Regions from separate parts of the Columba livia genome. Here region 1 is linked to region 2. Evidence: chromatin contacts called from public Hi-C data. All regions are on one chromosome and are shown on one strand. The core of a region is the stretch at or near the end of the contact, and the rest is flanking DNA. Distances in the headings are between cores, read along the strand shown.

What was found. A called contact is a pair of places that touch in the nucleus more often than the background predicts.
Region 1: a Hi-C map of crop shows a contact between it and region 2, with 2.5 times the contacts expected there. The contact joins two enhancer-like sites. A contact is called at or near these places in 2 of 2 Hi-C or Micro-C datasets (crop and liver).

The regions. Positions count from the first base shown.
Region 1 is chr1:44,999,674-45,002,373 of bColLiv1.pat.W.v2, forward strand. No RefSeq gene overlaps it. Among named protein-coding and RNA genes, the nearest start is that of TBC1D4, 120 kb to the right of the region's middle. Within about 2 kb of position 1,423, at least 1 of the 3 cell types and tissues checked has an H3K27ac peak away from gene starts, as active enhancers do.
Region 2 is chr1:44,039,758-44,042,457 of bColLiv1.pat.W.v2, forward strand. All of the region lies in intron 5 of PIBF1 (progesterone immunomodulatory binding factor 1), which reads left to right. Among named protein-coding and RNA genes, the nearest start is that of DIS3, 14 kb to the left of the region's middle. Within about 2 kb of position 1,369, at least 1 of the 3 cell types and tissues checked has an H3K27ac peak away from gene starts, as active enhancers do.

The sequences.
Region 1 (2,700 bases), core at 173-2,672, 960 kb after region 2:
TCTTCCTCTAATATATACTTTAGTAAGTATAACTATATATTCTATTAAGTATTTTGTGAAGCATTTAAGCATATGTTTAACACAGTACTTAGGTTTCAATCCTGCTTCTAGCAGCAATCATTCTTCACATACACCCAGTCTCCTTTGGATTTAAGAGAGGTGAGTCATGGCTCAATACTCTGAAATAATCCTCATTAATGTTAACTCCCGGTCATCAGTTTTTGGTGAATAAATAACCTCAGTGGCATTATTGAGGTAAGAGCTCACAACTATGCAGGATAAACCCAGGCTTATGTGGGTATCTCCATTCAGTGAGAGTCTCTGGAAATAATCTTTCTGGAAATTGAGATAATAACAATTAGACACTACAGTGAACAGCACTGTGGTTAAAATATTCTTCATAGATTAAAAAAAAAAGTTACATAAATATTTATCATTGTGTATATTTTGCAAACTTACGCAAACTCTGAGTTTCAGATTAATTAGTCCTTTCAGTCTCCCAAAACCTAGCAGCAAGCACCCGTAACTCTCCTTGTTAGAGGAATAAACAAAATTCTGAAGATTGATTTTGTTGTTGTTGTTGCTGTTTTTCTATTAAGGTGATAGAAACAAAACAGAGAATCACTAACGGCTTTGACTGTTTTCTATCAATTCCCTCACAGTCAAAGGTTTTGCAAAAAGAACAGGAGACATTTTAATCACCACCTTTCAAGTACTGCTATTCCTAGCCTGACGCTACTGGTGGCTCTCAGATATTACCATCTTTATATACATATATATATATATATATATATATATATATATATTTAATTTTTATAATTAGCATAGCCTGTCGAACCTCACGCTCCAGCCAGGGCATTGCATGGCCTTCATCTGGGAAACGCTGATGTCCTGTTTGATGCTTCCTCCACAACTCACACATACACTTCCCCAATTTTGTATTCTTTTGCCTCTTCCACCTATTTTCTTAAAGAAAAGTTGTTCACCTTTCTCACGGCCTAATGTCCCCACCTATTTCCCACATTGGTGACAACTCCCTCCTCAAGTCTTCTCCTCCCTCATCATAGACCCTGTGCTCCTTTTGCTTAGACTTACCTGCTCCTGCCTCCCAGCTCTACCTCAGTCTTCATCAGGGGTTTGCTAAGAGGTTGGCAAAAGAACAAAGCAAAGCGGGGACCACTCTTCGGTCCTTAAAGAGTCCACCTTGCCCTTGCTGTCCATACTTCTCTGTGGAGCTCCCTCTGCTGCTGCTGGTTTGCTCCACCAGCACCTGCACCTTCACTTTAAGTTTCTGGGCCAAAGCAAAAGGAGCAGGGGTAGGAAACAGAGCGGGGGGGGAGGGCACATTGAGACAGTCCTATTTGTTGTTTTCTTTTCTGAAGATTACATCACTTGTCAACTGCTTGGGTCACCACCCTCTCAGCCTGGTCCCCTGCTGTTCTGTCCCTCCCTGCCACATCTGCAGCCATCCTTGCCCTCTGTGAGCTACCGTGCTCTCTCCTTCCTTTCCCTCCAGCACGCAGAGTGGAGAGCAAATAACAAAGCTTTTAGTGCAGGCGGTGGTCAGAAAGGAACTGAGTGAAATGGTTTCTTTTACTGACACTTCTTTGTTTCCATGGCTATTAGGGACAAAATTGAATAAGGAGGTAGAATCAGCAACCACGTCAGCTCTGTACTGTGGTTAAAGGGCTGCAAAGCCTGCTGAGAAACTTGTGATCATCTTTTTGCTTTCTTTTTCCTCCCCTCTACATCTGATGCTTTTCTATTTAATTGGTTTGACAACATTCGCCTAGTAGAGATCAGACACAGGATTTGGAAGAGAGAATAACTGTTAACGAATGTAACAATTACATTATGTAAATGAGGAGAGTGCTTAAATACTTAACTTAGGTATCAGACTGCACAGAAAACTCGACACCCCAAACCTTTGCAAGCTCAGTGCTGTACTTTAAGTTAATCCTACATGGTATAATAACCATGACTGTGTGTGGCTTTTCACGTGGATGGAAAGGAATTATTAAAAGCTTCTGTAGAAAGATGCTCAAAGGAAGCCACTCTCAGTACACAAGTTTTATTGGCCCTGCAAATCAAAGAAATATGCTACACACCCTTCAGCCCTCTGCACTGAAATTGTATTTATCACTTACAGACACAGAACAACATCTATTTTAACCTTAAAAAAAAAAAAAAGCAACAAACAGACCAGATGGTTACCTTACAAAAAGGTAACCCCAAGGAGGTCGTGTGCTCTACTGTCTGGCATGGTATTTCGATTTTTCTGAAAATAAGAGGGTTTTTTCACCCACAGTTCAGAGGCCAAGACAATAGGGGTTTAGTGCACTCAATCTTTACACAAAAGCTCACCTCCTCCTTTCCTGAATGTCCGAACTTCAAATGGTGGTGAACCTGGTCTTTGGGAAGGGAGAAGAGTTTTACTCACCTGAGTGCTGAAGTGCCTTTTGCTTCATGGCAAAATCCAGCCTGTGGCTTATTTCACATGGGAAAAAGGATCAGTTTGTGGGGGGCAGTAGTTGTGGGGGCTGTCAGTGTGCTTCTGGGGCTACCAAGGATTGGGTTGTACGTGCTTTCTCCTCCCTACTTCATTACAGTGAAAAGAAGGTAACCATTATCTCTTGATGTGTTTACAGCTTGGAGAGGGTTGCTGGCAGATAGAAGAGAGATATCACAAACTTGATTTGT
Region 2 (2,700 bases), core at 119-2,618:
ATGACTTGAGGGAGGAGGATTTTGCTGGTTTTTCTGGTTGTTCATGGCTGACAGACTAGGTTTGAGCAAGTTATATACATGCAGACATTTACCCAGGTATAAAATAATGAGAAATACTACAGAATTAGGTTTAAACTCATAGGAAAGTCTATCTAGCCAACAAAGAATTGAGAAAGTTTAAAGAAAAATCCAAACTTACATAATATGTTAAGCCAAATATAGGAAAATTTAAGTGTGAAATTAAATCATCAAATAAGACAACCATTGCCTAACATCAGCTTCGTTAATTTGTGACTAGATGGCTGCAGTCCTTTAATTCAGTCAAAGGAAATGAGCTCTAATTGTACTGATTCTTGCTTTGGAGTGTGAATGTGAGACAGATTGGTTATTTTGTTTTCTCTGCCCATAAGCCTTTATGTACTGTTTTGTGAGAAAGCAAAGCAGCATAGTTATGTTCTCTGAACACTATTACGATAAGGCAATATGGCTCAGTATCAATTATGTAAAGTTAGGTCTTCAGACCCACTAAATCTTTTGTTGTTACATGCTGTCCTATTTTTTGTTTGTTTATTGGGGGAGGTGAGGGGGAACCCACTAAACAAAAAAATAAACAAAGCTCATTGTTGGCACAACAGAACTGGCCTGGTGCAGGAGTGAGTGCTGTGACCTGGTATTGTGTCCTCTCAGCCAACTGAGTTTATGAGCATCCAGCTGTATCAGTTCAGAAGGTTGGTTCTCTAAAAATGGAGTTGTAGCCTTCTAGAAACTCATTTCCTAAGCCTTGACAAATCCACATTTTCTTTATCTCTAGGCAATTAGTTAATTCATTTGTATTAGAAAAACTTCTATTTCTGACGTTAGGGCAGAAAAGATGTCTTTCGAATGTTTGTCACCTGTATTTGTAGTCTAGGTATATGAATACATATGTTGTTTGTTCAGAAGGGGCAGAAGTGTTTATCAGTCTCCTCTTATAATTCTTAGTATGCTGAGGAGTAAGACCACTAAAGCTCTTTGACTTTGTAACAAGTTCTCTTGTTGACTGTCTTGCTGTTCTGAGTTAGCACTTAATAAAAGCCTGCTGAAGCTGTAATGCAGACCTGGTAGGGATAGAAGCTGTTTCTGATGACTGGTAGCAGAGAACAGCGTGTGAAGCTTGATTTCTAACACTGAAACATAATCTGATAAACACAGATAGTGTCGAAAGATCTTTGTCACCAATTTCTGGTTTTAAATTCGTCAGTATAAGTGGTTCTGCAGTACTAACCACTAAGTCAATGGATCTCTGTACTCAATTGCTGCATCTGTGATTTAGACCAGTACAGTTCCTCTGATTCTAGGTGCAGCAGCAGCAGACTGGATGGAGGCAGTGGAACTGGTAAAAGTGATGTTCTTTTATGGCAGTTCTGACTGATCTGTTAGCAAATGTACAGTACAGACTCATTTCAGTCCTTCTTTTACAGTGCTCTGTACTTCAAGTACAAATAATGTTGGCACCATCAACTTTGGAGGTGCAGAGAAGAAAGTCCAGATATAGTGGTGTATTACCAGGAGCTTCCCAGAAACAAAACTAGCTTCTGATGTGTGTGTTCCCATGCTAAATATCAATGTACTATTTTCAGAGTTGTTTGCTTCCAAAGTGGTTAGAACGTTCCCTCAGACAGATGTAATTTACTACTTGTGTGTTTCTCTCAAGGCTGGGAGAGTCTGAGAGGGAAATTCTGCTTTTCTTTGTAGCTCTAGAAGATTAAGTATTGCTTTTTTCTTCTGGCTATGAGTTTCTTGGCAATGTTTTCCTGGAATTTGGTCTTGGTGCAGTTTTATCAGGGCTTCCTTTCATTAGTTATTTTTTTCTGTAAAGTTGCCTTTGGGACTTACAAACGAATTTATAGTATGAGATTTATCTAAAAGCTATGGTTAGCCTGAAGACAAAGCTGGATGTATGTAGGACAAAGATTTCTTCTAAGGCCTCATCTCTGAATTGGGATTAGTAGCTGTCAGGTTTTGCTAGACATACCTAACAATTTTCTCTGTGATAATGTTTCCCAGCTGGAGGAAGAACATTTCTATAGTCTTCAAAGAATGAATCTATTGCACTCAAAGGATCAGTTGGCACTAGATGTGTCTGAATGCTGTAAAATTGAGGCTGCTCTTGCTACTCCAGAATGACTGTGTTCCCCAAGATTTCTTCTGAACTTTGCACATCTGTAATTAAAGACTGCACTCTAGAATCCTTCTCCAGCCCCCTGACACAAATTCTTTCAAGTAGTGCTTTGATTACTTGGTCTTTACGTCTCTCTCTAGAAAGGACAGATGAGGACTCAGTCTTAGGTGAGATATGTGCCTTCTTTCCTTCATTATTTTTAATATTAATCTTGTTCAGGAAAAAAGCTGCGCAGAAAAATAGTCTACCAATAACTTTTAGCTTGGTACACTAGTTTAACATTTCCAAGACTCTGAGAAAACTTATGTATCTATGAAAGTTTCCTTTACTATCTGATGTCTTTCTACCTCTTTTGATATAGAGCTATGGCTTATATAGGGTGCTAGTTATTGTTTAGAACTACCAAATGGCTTAATCCTAGTCTCTGATGCAATGGTCTCAAGGATCCTTTTCATCTGAGGATATTTCACTGAAGATTCTAGTCAGCTCAGATCCGGAGAGAAACAGGTTTTTATTCCCCCACTTTCTTTTCCAATAGA